2 separate regions of the Zea mays genome follow, and region 2 is linked to region 1. Evidence: chromatin contacts called from public Hi-C data. All regions are on one chromosome and are shown on one strand. The core of a region is the stretch at or near the end of the contact, and the rest is flanking DNA. Distances in the headings are between cores, read along the strand shown. Region 1 holds the start of LOC100382548. Region 2 overlaps LOC100279383 (exocyst subunit exo70 family protein D1).

The links. Hi-C and Micro-C count contacts between places; a contact is called where the count stands out from the background.
Region 2: a contact with region 1 is called in a Hi-C map of leaf, with 2.4 times the contacts expected there. The contact joins the enhancer-like site here to the promoter of LOC100382548 in region 1. A contact is called at or near these places in 3 of 25 Hi-C or Micro-C datasets (all in leaf).

Annotation. Positions count from the first base shown.
Region 1 is chr1:213,307,102-213,315,036 of Zm-B73-REFERENCE-NAM-5.0, forward strand. LOC100382548 reads right to left here and starts at 4,578. Exons shown (of 3, transcript NM_001175282.2): 1 at 4,187-4,578. The coding sequence starts at 4,322. LOC111589969 reads right to left here and starts at 6,454. Exons shown (of 5, transcript XM_023300895.1): 1 at 6,262-6,454; 2 at 5,792-6,176; 3 at 5,460-5,719; 4 at 5,309-5,381; 5 at 5,097-5,213. The coding sequence starts at 5,821. The coding sequence ends at 5,097.
Region 2 is chr1:213,373,000-213,380,934 of Zm-B73-REFERENCE-NAM-5.0, forward strand. It overlaps LOC100279383 (exocyst subunit exo70 family protein D1), which reads right to left. Exons shown (of 1, transcript NM_001152397.1): 1 at 7,219-7,935. The coding sequence ends at 7,474. Among protein-coding and RNA genes, the nearest start is that of LOC100279383, 5.7 kb to the right of the region's middle. Within about 2 kb of position 4,017, at least 9 of the 20 cell types and tissues checked have an H3K27ac peak or open chromatin away from gene starts, as enhancers often do. A contact at or near this core is called in leaf, where this site is marked.

The sequences.
Region 1 (7,935 bases), core at 3,328-5,827:
AGTGGATTATTTTCAAAAATCCACTCGAAGCTCGGGGGCTACACCCATTGGGTGCACCTTTGGTGCACCCCAATGAATCGTCATCTCAGATCAAGACAATGCTGACCTCTAAAGCATAGGGCAAGATCAAAACAAAGCCGACCCCCGACGAAGTAAAAGTGGAAAATAGAAGTGGTCTCTGATGATACTCGAAGTGAAGACCTTCGAGTGGATTGTCTGCAAAAATCCACTCGAAGCTCGGGGGCTACACCCATTGGGTGCACCTTTGGTGCACCCAATGAAGTTCGACAGTAAGAAATCGTTTTTACCGGATTACCCAGAAAGCACTTCTTGTTACAAACAAAGACTGCAAGCTGGACCTAGGATCCTTGGGCTGATTATTTCAAAATCAACCCAAAGATCGGGGGCTTGTGGGGGACAGATATCCCCCGGGTCCACTGGAAGGATAAAAGACCTCACGAAAGGCCCAAAGGCCCAATAAATCGTAAGGTCATCCCTTCGTGGGCCTGGGAAGGAACGACCAGTGAAGCAGATTGACGTAAGGCCGGATCAGTGCGAGCCCAGACGGCCCAATGACTTCGAGCAAGTAAGCACGACAGTGACCCGATCTTCTCGCACTGGAACCCTGTGCGACGGAACCACGCGAGGATGGGTCGGCGGAACTATAGGGAGATAGGCTCAATTGGTTCACTATCATTTAGGCGCATACTATTATCATATCCGCATGTAAAGCCCCACGGTCGAATATATAAGGCCTAGGGGGCACCCCTTCAGAGGATCAATCTGACTACTCAGCCATCCACCTCAACTCTCTACGTTCCTTATACTAGAGAGTTCCCTTGTAATCCGCCATATAAAACATTCCCGCCAGGACGTAGGGTGTTACGCATCTCTAAGCAGCCCGAACCTGTACATCATTGTTCACAGTTTCTCGTGCGCTCTGCACGAACCATCGAGCTACAGTCGGCGACATCGTCCTACTCCTAAAAAACACCTTGAGGGGCAACCCCGGGTGTGCGGTCGGACCCAAAACACCGACAACCATCATATACTATTTAATTTCTCCATGTACAAATTGATATTTTTATTTTACTTTTTCTGAGGTAATATACTATTTAAAAATATATATATTTTGGATATTTTATATTATGTTACATATAATTATGTATTCTAATGTCAGTTTAATATTAGATGGCCTAACTTGTCAAATAATGATATAAACTTATGGCATATTATTTAACATAATTTAGTATCAACTATCACCTCGCAAAATTTTAAAATTTAAATAAAGTTGACCATAATAGGAAAAAAGGTAAATCTTGTCAAGAAATCAATTAGACCAACTGAAATAGTTAAATGAGTAAACTGATCAAATATTAGTTTATAAGGTTATGTTGATAAGTGGTAAACAGGCAGAAGATAACTTTGAATCAGTGGCAAGGCGGTAGGTTAGTAACAGGGGCGGATCCACATGGGGGGCAAAGGGGGCCGTGGCCCCCCTCAATTTTTAGTACCTCATATACCCCATGTTCATTTACTGTTAAGTATATAAAAAAATAAAAGTTTTAGGTAGACCAAACCAGTTCTGTGCTAGACCTTAGTCGGATCGGTCCACTCGTTCTCTTTCTTGATCCAGTTCTTGCATCTATCAGTTCGAATGTTCAATCTCATTCTTCTCAACGTCACCCAAACTAATTTGCCCCGATACCCTGTTCCCGACGCTGCCCGTCGTTGTCACCTTCCCGATGTGTGTTGTTGTCCAACCCTGACCCCTTCTTGACGCCTCCACCCTGCTCGTCCTTGTTGCAACGCCAGCCCGTCCAGCAAGCCTGATCTCGCTCGTCATGAAGATGCGACACATCGCCGACAGACGATGAGCTTAGCAAACCAGCGAGCGTTGACTCTCTGTCGGAGAGGTCGCCTGAGCCTGACCCCGCCTCCTTCCTGATGGCCCCACCCTTCGAGAAGATCTACAGATCGACATTCGACAAGGGTACATATAGTTTTGATTTGGTTAACAAAAAATTAAGCTTGCTTCTTTTTCTTCATACAGTTTTCTTCTTTGAACTTGTATCGTATATTGATATGAAACTTGAATTCTACGTATAACTAGTTTTTTACGGGCTTTCTTAATTTTATCATACAATTTTTTGGCCCCCCTGTGAATTCTCGCCCTGCATCTGCCACTGGTTAGTAATCAACAAAATGCTATTTTGAACAGGTTTTGTGCAGCAACTCTAGAGAATATGGAAACTAAGAAATAGCGTGTACTTTCTTATTCGGCTATAACGGAAAACCTCAAATCTAGAACTTGACGTTCCAATCCAGTTCCAACTTTTTTTACGATATTATTGGGAACAATGAAGGAAAAGTGCTAGAAGGACATGCCTGAAATAATGGTGATAGCTATCTCACTGAGTTGTTAGATCGCGGGTTCGAAAGGGGAAGGCTTGCCTTGGTTTATCCTTTTCCCATATCCCACTCATCTACCAAGGTCGCCTAGTCGTCGCCTTGGCGTCGCGGCGCTGTGCAGACTGCGGCGTCGTGGCTGCTGCACCCTCTGCTCGTCTGGCGTCGCCGCAGCTGGGAAGGCGTAGCCATGGCGTCTGGTCGAGCAAGGCGGACGCCGTGTCTACGCGCGCGCGGAAGCGGCAGACGAGCGGGAAAGAGCTGAGCAGAAGCGGCATACGAGCGGGAAATAAAATACCGCGCGGGGAAGGGGTGAGCACGAGCGTGCGGGAAGGAGCTGAGTGCGAGCGCGCGCGAGCTGAGCGCATCTTCGAGCGCCACCCACCGGCCTGCACTGCATCTTCTAGCGCCGCACGCCGGCCGAGCTGAGCGCATCTTCGAGCACCGCCCGTCAGCCTGCACTGCATCTCCGAGCTCCGCCGGTCGGCCTGCATCTGCATCTCTGATCTCCGCCCGCCGATCTGAGCTTCTTCTTCCCCCTGCGGTAGCGCTCCTTCCTGGCCTACGCTTCTTCCACCTCCCTCCCTCGGTCCCTCCACGCCGGCTTCAACTCACAGTGACAACCCGACAGGTACCACCTCTTGACTCGAGTGCCCACTGCTCTATACAACTAAAGTCAGGCAGTGCTTGTGTGCTATGCTTTATGGTTGTGTCTATGTAAATATTCATATGTTAATGTAGCTTGCAGTTGCAGCTTGAAAGAAAAGAAGAGAGGTTGGATCTTCGATAAGATAACCATATTTACATAGCAAAACAAATTTATCTTCATTACACATTGATGACAAGCTACATCTTAATTGCAAGAGAGATGGATCATGGATGCTACAAGAACAACAAATAGGAAAAGAGAAGTGCATAGTACATACCAAGGATGGACAACAAAAAGGCTTGTATTCTCTAACCTTACCAATTTTTTTGCTATTGCAAGTGTTAGATTGTTAGGTTTTTTTTTACATATCCTCGCCTAGGCGATGCTCGTATGGCGTCGCCTCGCCGCACACCTAACTCGCCTAGGCGTTTGGAAGAGGGTGGGTCGCCATGTCTCGCCTTAACGCCTTAATAACCTTGTCATCTGCTGATGAAGATTACATGAATGATACGAAGACTGAGAAGATGCAGGGAACAGGATTGTCCTCGAGTGCATGGTATAGTTTTTGGTGTGGACGACAAAGCAAGAGCACAACTGGAAATATCAGACCCGGTCTCAGCTGTAGGAAAGGCAGTAGAACAAGGGGAGCTACACGCGCAGAGAAGGCACATCAGTCTGATAGGGTCGCTTTACAAGTATGCTTCGGTTCTTGCAGGACTAAACCTGTTGGCTATTAGTGTGCCACAGTGCCAGTTTTACCTCTTGAGAGCGACACTAGACGCGAACTTACTGTTTTGTTCAACTGAATTAGGCATGGGAGCCTCTTTTCTAGAAAAATAAACCAAACTGATTTGCCTTCACACACAAATTTCGCACATATTAACAGACTTATCTACCAGGAATTCCTAGTTTGAAGAACCGCATTAATTAGTCAAAACACGGTCAAATAGTAGTATCAAATACGCGAGCGCAAGCCGAAGACGAGAGATATCTCATCTCAATCCGATCGGGTCGCACACTAGCCTGTGCAATAATAACTCATGCGTCGAGAAATTAAAGTACAACCAACACTTCCCTGCGCAGTAATCAAACGATACGGTCATAAGGGCGAATCGCGCATATACGTACAGTGGGGCGGGAGCTGGGACGTGGTGAGCGTGATGGAGCCGTCGCGGAAGGTCTCGGTGTAGAAGCCGCCCTCCGGGTGCGGCTTCAAGTCCAGCAGCGCAGCCACCTCCGTCGCCGTCATCTCCTCCGAGGCCATCTCCCCCGCCCTCCCCCGCCGCCTCCTCGTGACCGCCTGCGAGTTTCTTCGGCGACGGACCCTCACCCTAGATCCAATCGACCGTGCCCTGCTCAACGCGGTTCCGGGGAGGATTTGAATGATTGGCTCGTTGGATTCCAAGCAGTGCAGCGAGTTCCGATTGTGCGCCCGTGTTTGTTTAGCCCGGCTAAACGTGGCGGCTGGCCTGGGGTGGTGACTGGTGAGTCTCTGGGTGGTTGGTGACTTGACGGTGGAGGCCAACTCTTTCTTCCGCCGGTCAACTCGATTTGGTGTTAAAATTCAAGCAGAGAGCTATTTCTCTACTCTATATCATTTTTATTAAAAAGTCACTACATTTCTTCTAAATCAACTCAGCGTAAAATATTAAAAAGCGGTACAGAAGTAGGGGTTTAAACCCACACCATAATGTAAGAAGGGTGGAAGACACTGGGTGAAGCTATCTAACTAGTAGAACATCATGCTTAGGTGTTTATAATATTGAATATGAATTGTACACATATATATATATACTAGTCAAGTGCCCGTGCGTTGCGACGGCACACAAATTATTCATGCACAATGATTACATAAAAACAAGTAACATATTATGGACCACAATCTTATAAAATATACAAATCAATTTACAATCAAACGTGAATATACATTAAAATTCATACTAAAAGGACAGGAATAACAAGTGAGAAAAATTCTAAATCTTTGTTTTTATCATAAACTCGAGTATTTACAAATAAAATCACATATATCTAAAGCCAACTAAACACTGATGCGCTTAATAATCTTTTGTATTTCTTCTGGAATATTGTCATTACATTCATTGTCCTGGTACTTCATCAACTCTACCAAGAATTTGGTCCTCAGTACACTTGAAGTCTGTACATTCGATATAAGACAACATTAAATTCAGTAAAGACAATTAGTTATAAAAAATGATATTGACCAAGAATTAGAACTACACAGTTACTCACAGTGGAAATGCAGGGTAACCTTTTACCATTCCACGAGTGCATAAAGTTGATAACAAGAAAGCCTGATAAATCCCTACAAATTAAAATAACTCGTTCTTACGTGTATATATAGCCAAAATTATTTAGTTGTCTTCAAGGTATAAGAAATTACCAGTTTAATGTTTTTGGAACCCATGATGGTACTATACGACGCCACATATAAATATCGTCTTTCCATGTAGGATTAGCCAATTTCATGGCAACATTCATATTATTGGCAATATTATGTATTTTGTGAATATAATGCATGCTTGGATCGTTACCCTTAAACCATGATGGTAGAGGCATGGAGTCCATTATATAGATGCTTCTGGTGTTCATGTTAAATACATATAAACTGAAGTGACCCAAGAAACAAAAGGGCAATAGAATCTGCAAGTTAAACAAACATCTTAAGAGAACAAAATTAAAGATTACAAAAAATATAAAGGAGTAATAGCTTACTTGGCTGCAATCTGAAATAGTATACTCCATGTCAGGCCAACATTCAAATAAATTCGCCAATACATTGGTATCTAGCTTTGCACGAAGGCGAGGGTCTTGACCATAATTAGTTATGGACTGTTTATTACCATGTTAGTAAAATATAGTAATATAATGATCATATTTATATGAAAACAGTTTAATCACTAATCAACATACACAGAACTGTAGATCCATGTAGTGGTATTTGTTTTCCAACAAGAACAAGGCATCACTGCATGCGATCATCCGAACAGCTATGTTGAAGCAATCCTTATCCATCGGTTTATTTACATCCAATATATTTTTAAGCTGTTGAAGACTTAAAGAAATTGGATAAGGCTTGGTGCTCTGAATCCAATGTTTCCTATTAAATAAATATTTGTTTTCATAGTTAAAGAAAGATCATAGATGTTGAATATTTATCATATCTATAAAAAACATTAACTTACTCCAAATATTCGGCGTCGTCTATCTCCATGATGTATGTGCATAATGCACTCATCAGTTCTTGTGTGTTTGTTGATGTTAATGTAGCGGGCAGAGCACATGACGATATAAATGGTTGAACCTGGGATGATGCATTTAACGATATAGGTAACTCACAAGGAGTCTTGATTATCTCAACATCACATGAACTTCCTCCATCTTCATCTGCAAGATGGTTAGTCTCTTGATGTCCTTTCTTTGTGTTTAATCTTGAGTTCCACAATCTTGAATGTGCGGTCCTACCACCAGGCATAATAGATGCCGCTACTCCTGACGTCGCAGTAGCAGTAGCTATCTTTCCAGAGCGCCGAACAGTTGCCAGCAAAGCTTTGTACAGAAATGTCTTGCCTGTTCCTCCTGGACCATCCACAAAGAAGACACCTCCACTAATATTCTCCACCGATGATAATATCACGTCGTAAGCGTGTCTCTGCTCATGGTTGAGAGATGAAACCACAAATTCAGCCTCAGGGTCTTCTGGAATATTCATCTCTTCAAATATCTCTCTAACAACATCTGCCATATTGTCGTGCTCGTCCTTTATTGCAGGTAGAGGGAATAACCTGATGTCCTTACCCATTGTTTGAAGCATATCTCTAATATCCAACAACACTAACTGCTCGACCACATTTGAGTTACTATGGGTTCGACAGAAGTCATCAGACATTGCCTCCAAATGTTTGTTCCACAGACCAACCACATCAGTAGGCTCACAGAAAACCAGGATCGTCGCAAATAGCCTTCTAAGAGAAGGTGGCATATGAAATCCTGACGCCTCAGTTAAGCACTCATCGATGTTGTTGTCTGCCTCAATAAGACCCCTTTTTTCGGTAGCTTCACGAAAAGTTGGATATACATTACCGTCGTATGTCCTTAGACTTTCAAATGAGGTAGCACCCCTCACGTGATTAAGTAGCACCCTTAGATAATAACGTTCTCCCTCTGCTGGGTGTGCCGAGACTATTCTTCCAACTTGCATACGTTGTTGACGCGCTGTCCATTTCTTTGCACCTGGCCACCACCTTGCCACCTCGGGGAACTCCCTATATAAGTAGTTTGATGCCCAATCAAACAACTGATTTGCTCTAAAGTACTCAGTTAACATCGATTTGTCAATGTTATCCTTGTTTAAGACCTGACGCATATCATCATTTATATTGTAACTAACAAGATGCATGCCAGGCAAGTGGAGCTGTAGTTGCAGAACTGGGGGAGATATACCATGCAGATCGAAACTATATATTCTCCATAAAGCCTCTTGTGGTGATACCCATCTGGCATCTCTGAAGTTCTCAATCTCGTTAATACTTTGACCACCATCAACGTCGATCACAGTGACAGATGCCCTATCATGACCCTTATGAATGTACTTGTATATATACTTCACAGCCTTAATGCTTGAGCAAACCTCCACATTAATGTGGCAGTCATACATCCTCAATAAAGTAGGATTATAAGGAACAACCCAACGGTTGTCCAAGTCATGCCCCCTTACTCGTACTTTTTGTCCGTCATCTCTTCTTCTGTAAATGGGGTACGAGTCTTTGCCCTGAAGCGTTGTCTCACCAAATAGTCGTGGATAGTGACACTTGCAACTACCATTCTTCATACATGTATTTTGCATGTTGAGATGTCCG
Region 2 (7,935 bases), core at 2,767-5,266, 65 kb after region 1:
GCATAACCTTTAATATGCTATTTTACTGCAACTATTGTTTGTAAGTTTGTACTGTGCACTTAAGTGTAGGAATTGATTGAAACCATAGTTGCATGAACTTAGGAATTTCTTTTATGAGATGAATACTAGTATGCTAGGTCGAGTATTGGCTTGCTAATTTAAAGGATATCGGTAGAAGTCGAGTGGTTTTTCTAGCACTCGCGCGAGGTCAGGAATTGATTGTATTCATCTTGATAATGGGAACTATGATGGTCTATGGACATAGATCCTAGGTGGATGCCCTGTCTATGAGACGAAAATGGAATTAACGATTAATGTGTGGTACCGTGAGTCAAGCGATTGAACGTACTAAACACATGTCGGGAAATATGGTAACCGGTAAGCCTAGTACCTGAGTGAAGTCGGACGCGGACTTCCCCCTCACTTGTCCTGAGACATGGTCTCCAATGCTAGATATGGTGGGTGCAAGTGCAGTCACTACACGACGGCAGCCAGGGTCAGTGGGCATTGCACGCCAAGGCGGTGGGCCCTGGCCGCGAACGGGGGATCGATGGGGACGATTGACTTGTGTGGGGACAGAGTGCCCCTACATGTCATATGTTTAGGTTTACCTTGCAAGGTTAAAACTCGATTTGAATCGTCTGCTTCTCGCTGCTAATGAGACTGCTTGATCCATGCTGCTAAATCGAGTAAGAAGTGTAATGAGGTTTCTTGAGACAAAGTGTTGATTGCATTAATTGTTTGTTACCATGTATGCTTAGAAGGAAGCAAACTTAGCAAATAAATACTATAGAACTTGAAAAGCTAAAATTTAATTTAGACTCAGCTAGTGCTTTTTGGCAAACCAAATCCCTCAACCAAACAACTGTATGGTCTAAAGGTAGAGGAGTAGGCTCCTCACACAGAATAAGTCTAGTTGGTATTAGTATACTCAGTCTTGCTTGTGGCAGAATTTTTAAAGGTTTGTTGCAAGACATGGTTGATGCTGTGACTTGACCAGCCACCCTGCCACCGGGTTGGACGGTTGAGTGGGATGCCGCATCGGCAGGAGAGGACCAAGAGTAGTAGTGGGCCAGGCCTTGCCCTACTCCCTACTTATCGACATTAATTATTATGTGCTGCAAAGTTGAGAACAATATTTCCTTTTTATCAAAACTCTGAATGATGTAATATTCAATTACTTTTAATTTGTCGTTTCATGCTTTATTGTTAATCTTTGTGTCTCACCTTTGTGTGAGAAAATGGTACTCAATCCTTGTCAAGTGGTTAATCGGACTTGATCTGACGGACTGAAAGTTTATTCCGATTTAAGTGTATAGTTGCCTTCTGGGCGATGCTTGAACACTTAAGTTGGAATAATCTGGACGGTTCTGCCACATATTCAGTGTTTTACCCCTATGTTGATGAATCTGAGCTGGTTATGACTTAGAAACTTAAATTGTTGAACTTATGAACCCGTGAATCAAATTCTAGCAGACTAGTTAGCCCATAAGATTGTGATGGTCATTAAGCACCAAAATCAATATAAGAAATGGTTTAAGGTCATTTCCCTTTCACTAACCCAAATCATAAGCAGTATGTTTTAAGTCGTACTGACTTACTTGGTCTATATTAGTTAGATCACTTAGTTTTGTCTAAATTTTTTAGCCTTATCTTAGTAGGCTAGCAGCCCCTCTTAGATTTCATCCTGGATCCACCACTGACAGAAGCTAATGGGAGAAGTCGAAAAGCTTAGAATGATTGTGAAAAAACTACGGAGAAAGTGTCATGCTCGACCTACTTAGGATATCAATGGACGTACGCTGAAGAAGCTTGAGAAGGGAGAAACTGTAGCGTGCACCAAGCTCCATCAAGAGAAGCACATTCCTGGAGCAATCAAGAAGTGAGCAAACAACTGTAACTAGACTCCAAGTTAGGTTGGCTAACTCCAACGTGGATGTAGGCAAATATTTTAGGCTTAGCCGAACCACGAGAAAAATCGTTGTCTCTTGTCTCTTGCTTTACTTTCTTATTTGCACTTCTCTACTTATCTTTGGTATAAACTATTTGTGATGTGCAGGATCTTTTGAGACAAGGACTCTATTTCACTGTGATCTACTCGACTTAGTTTTATTCCGCTGCAATCAATGCTTCATGTAGAGTAAGAAAGTTCTTTAGAGTTTGAATTTTTACATTCGCCTATTCACCCCGTTTAGGTGACATCCACAGGTCCTAGTACAACCAAAGGCTATTTTCAAGCAGGCTTTCGAAAACTAGATTCAAAATCAAACTACTTTCTAAATATTGCGAACTTTTGGAGGCCGAGCTATTTTTACTCTCAATAGCTTTAGCAACTTCCTAAACATGAGTTTAGGAAGCTTTTTTAGAGAACTTTTGTAGTTGCTCTATGGCTCCGTTTGGTTACAAAACATCGCTAAGAGCTTATCAAAAGCCTCCCTAAATCATGTTTTTTGGGGAAAACAAAAAAAAGTGTCTCAAACATTTCCCCTAAAGGACTCCCAGCTTTTTCATAGCTCTTGAAACTCTCTCATCTGTAGCTACAAAAGGAGATTTTTTGGGGTCCCGAGAAACATAATCTACTGTCGCCCACACAACCTCGCCATCTGCTGCTGGCATCGTGCCCCCGCTATCCGGCATCTACCGTTGCACGACTCTCTATTGGACCTCCATCGTCGATTAGACCTCTATTGTCGCTCGACCTCGCCGTTGGTCCTTCCTCGTCGGCCGCGTCTGCTTGCATAGGTGCTACTATTTAGGAGTGTTACGTTGCACATGGCTTTATATCATGTTATTGCTTGGGTGTTTTCTCATGGCCTACCTGGAAGGTAACGACTTGATTGTTAAACAAGACGTGCGGGAGAAAAACACATATACTCTACGTGCTTCGTGTGTGGCGTACGAAATTCTGCTTTAAAGGAGTAGATATTATTTTAGCGAGTCTTTTAAATTTCTCCATGTACAAATTGAAATTTATATTTATATTTTTCTGAGGTAATAGGAGAGACCATATAATATTTTTAGAAAAGGATTTTTTATCTTAAGTTGCATATAATTTTGTATTCCAATGTTAATTTAATATTAGATGGCCTAAATTTTCAAAATAATGGTATAAATATATGGCACAAAATTTTAAAATTTAAATAAAGTTGAACATACATGGAAAAAGTAAATCTTGTTAATAAATCAATTAAACCAACTGAAATAGTTACCAGGGGTAAACTGGTCAAATATTAGTTTATAAGGTTATGTTGGATATATGCCAAATTTAGTGTAGTAGTTTGGGATTTTTTATTTTATTTTATTTTATAAAACAAAAAGGCATGTTAGTGGATTTGTTTTGGCAAGGTGGCACATCAGGAAATTGAGTAGACATTTGTCTGGTGATATATTTACAAGGAACTATTAAGAGTGATGCATTTACAACACCGAAGAAGAAAAAATAGAATTATTCTTAAGGTGATATATTTTTGTATATTGATTCGTACATTGACAAATTGGGGACAACTTGTCATCCTAATATTATGCATTTTTCAGATAGGGATGCTATTTGATGATGTGGATGTTGTGCAGGACATTTACAAGGAATATGCACATAATATTGGTTTCTCTATTCGTAACGAGCAACAAAGGTATGATGACAATTGAGTGGTTCAGTGGAAACGGTTTTTGTGTGCAAGAGAAGGATATTATGTTAAGAAAACTAAACCCAATGATCCTGCTGATGAGATGTGTAGAATTAGAGACTAGATGTGGATGTCAAGCTTATATATATGTCAAACGTACTAGTGAAGGCAAGTATGAAATTGCAGCACTATATGAGGGGCACAACCATGCCTTTGTGACACCCAGCAAACGTCATTTGCTGCGTTCAAACCGTCGTGTTAGTGAGAAGGCCGAAACAATGCTCTTTTAACTGTCATAAGGCAAGCATCGGAACATCTCATGCATACAGACTACTGCAGGTGGGAGCGGGAGGCTGGGAGCAGCGGCGAGTTGGGGAGGTCGCGGCCCGGCCAGGAGCAACGGCGAGGTGCCGTGTTGGGGAGGGCGTGACCCATCCGGGAGCGACAACGATTTGGAGGTCACCGATGAGGAAAGCGATGGGCAAAAGGAGAAATGAGATTAGAAAGGGGCAAGGGGTTAATAGAGAAACAACCATCGATGGTGGAAGGGGCCTTTGTGCTAAAGAAACAATTTAACATTGATGACCATCGAAGGCACAAGAACGACCGCTTGCACGCTTGTAAATAAGATTGCACGCTTGCATAGCAGTTGACACCTGATACTTATGCACATAAACAAGGCTTATTGTTTAAAATTGAATAGAAAGAGATTTAATTTCCTTCAATTATCTCCGATCTTCATGTAACTGAATAAGATCTAAAGAAGATTGGACCCCTTGTTGGGCGAAGGCGGACCACCCCTCGCTCAGGTCATTTATAACAATAGGAATAAATCATTATAGAGAAGCGAAAGCCCTAAGATGGAGGGAGCGTTCAAGTAAGGCGAAGGCTCTGCCGGTTCCCGGCGCGGCCAGGAATGGCGAAGGCCTCAAGTGACTTCCGAAGACTCGGCGCACGGAACACGGGGTCCACTATCGCTATCCGCGCTTTGTTGTCAAAGCGGGCCCGTGTAAAACCGTCTTGGGCCGCCTGGTCCCACTTGTAAGCTATAGTGTAGGTAGAGTTAATGGTGTATTCATCTGTGGTGTACCTAATCACACTGTAATGACCTACAGTAATCCTTTGGAGGGGAATATTTAGGGATAACGTAGATAACCAGGGGCATCATTGTATTTACCAAGGTGAGACCGCCCCCTGTTTCTGGTTACCTATAAATATCCCCGTACTGTACCATAATACGAGAGGCTGAAAAAACACTGTTGCTCTAATACACCGCGTTGACAATCATCAAATCATCCATGTTCTCCAACTGTTTGGATTTGCTCGACCAAGTGTCAGCAAGTTCCAACACCCCTAATAGTTAAATTTATTTAAATAGAATAGAATTCAATATTTATACAACGAACAAGGCCTCAAGGAGTTGGGACCTAACACCGGTCTGAATCATTCGTTATTCCTCGTCGAGTCCAACTTTTGAAGGCTCGACGGGGTTAGAGAAAAGGGCCACGAAAAGCCAAGCAAAACCCATCCATTTTTCTCTCATTCACACGGGCATCATAGATTAGTTAGTTCGGCAGAAACCCAACAATCATTGAGCAGAGCAAGCAAAGCAGCACGGCAACGAGCACCACATGATCATGATTGATGATTGTAGCTCCGGAACGTCCTCTGTTTGTTCAATATGCCAGTATTTTATTTTCAGAGAATATCCCCATTACCAGCGATTTATTCGGTGGTTAAGCTTGATCAGTTTATTCAAATGGGCCTATGTAATTATGCGGAGTCTACAATGACGAGAAGAAACAACGAAGAATTAAACAAGCAAGCACGGAACTGTTCACCGCCTCATGTTAACACATTAAGAGTGACATGTAATGTTCAAACTCTTCTAAAAAAACAGAGGAAAGGTAAAACTAATAAAAGACGATAGACTATGTACTCATGAGCCATATCCGATGGCAGATCAAACTGCTGACGCTGTAGAAAGTCAGTATCATACTGACTCTTCTGTGAAGTGAGAAGTACTCACAACGCATTACTCCTATGGCATGTACATCAGCCCAAAACGATTACACATGTATTCAAACACTCTTTTATTTCAGAACAAACAAAAAAAAACAATGTTCTTTTCCTCTACACGAAGGAATATCTAATTAGCAAAGACGTACTTGCGCCCTTTTTTCGTCCAATAAAACAGACATGTGCCTATGTTACTTGCAAGGTAAAAAGGAAAAAAGGAGGGAAGAAATAATGCAGATACCAAGTAGTTGTAACTCTACAGCAATACTGAATAGAAACCTCAAGTCCTAGCTCTGTAATAATAATGCAACTGGAAGGGTTGTTGGCCAGGGAGACAACTAGATACTGAGATTATAGATATAAAAAAATTCCATATACGTATGCCAAACGATACATGTCGCCTGTACATATGAATATGATGGCCTGTTCGTATCAAAGTATACGATGACAAATCTTTCAGCATACATAATTGCATTCTTGAAAAGATCACGAACATTATAGCTCAAAAAGGCAATCAGCTGGTAGGGCTTCAAATTTCATCAGTCCCCGCAAGGTTACACGTATGGCGCATAACACATGATCTCTGATTCCATAGTATACTTTTATAAATTACATCATAGTCATAGGCAATGCTGGATCATGTGATTCCAGAACATAATATATACAGCAATATGGACAGGCTGTTTCCAGTTACACGCATTGGTACGTCAATGGAGAGTGCAATAGAGTAATTTCTTGTGCCTGATAACAACACATAAAAAGCTAATACGGATTCATGACATGTTATTTATCGCATAACTGTAGAAGGAAATGGAGAGTGCAATAGAGTAATTTACAATGTGGTTTTTATTCTTGGGAACAAGTATATGTGTTTTTCAAACAAGAACAATGGAAAGCATGGCATTTCAGACTTGTTCTTCTTATTATTTCCTTAATAGTTCCATCTGTTTTTTTCCTCATAAATAAGCACAGCTTTGACATCCATGGTCCATCCAAAAAGAAAAAAAGGGCAAAACAAAATGATCTGGACATAGAAGACCTCTCTTTTGTACCTTTTTCTCAGTATGTTATTTCTAGTATCAACTTTCAGGGTCAGGGACCACGAACTCAACTAGTAAAAGAGGTCTTTCAAAAGGACAGCATCCCAAAGTGGTGTGTGCAGGGAAAATAATTGCACAATAAAAAATTTGAAACATTCCTGCCAAATAGCATCTATTTTCTAACTTAATGATATACTAAAATAGCAACAAAGTGTAAATCTTATGGAGGAATCAACAATGCCACTTTAACGGTTCATCTTTATATTAGTTTTGACAACTGAATAGAACTGTGCCATGGAGAAGACTTGAAGTTTTCTTTTGAATTTGCAACAGCGTGATATTATCATATTACAAAAATATGTGGTACATGAGAGTCGTAGAAATCTTTTTACATCTAATCCACAAAGCGTAGACCCATTTGATAATTGTTAACAATGAAAAGGGTAACAGAAGCTGGTGCAAAACAGGGGCAAAAATGCCATGGGTTCCAACTATCCAACGTTGCTGAAAGAATTTTCTATATGGACATGCTACTTGCAAAATTTATATAATTATAGTGTACCAAATGAACACCTTCTCTTACAGAGTAGGGATCACTGGGCCGATTGACAGCTTCAGAAAGATCCCAAAATGTATTCATATTTGCCATCTCTGATTGAAGACCACCAAATTTATACTCACATCTATCAGGACAGAAGAAATCGAGCCCAAATACCAGAACCAGCTTCTTTGTGAAGAATAAAAGAATAAATAGCAACATCAGCCAGTTGAATACCTGAGGTAAAAGTCCCTCATCCATGTGATTTCCTCCTGTTATGTGGGGAAGGAGGAACACCTTCAAAGAAATCGCTCACAGCTATCTCAAGGTCCTCAACGGAGAACTTAATGTAGAGCTCTGGATGCTTCCCGTTCTCTATATGATGTCGAAATCTGCCAAGGAATGACCGGTATGCTGGCAGCAGCTTCTCAGCAATTGAGATCCTGAGCTCCTCCCTCAGCTGGTTGTCTGGCACACACCACCCTGACTGCACCCTATGCGCATCCTCAAATGCAGCATTGAAGGACTTGAACCGCTCCCGCAGTGCCGACTTGGATATCCCCGACGAAAAGCCACCACTTACATGGAGCCCCTCATCACGCAAACAATTCAAGATCTTCAACCATGAGGTGCGCTGGTAGTTTGTGGCCGCCATTGTGAACTTGGTAGTAAGCCGTTTCAAGTAATTATCACCGATCATGCTCCAGAGATCTGG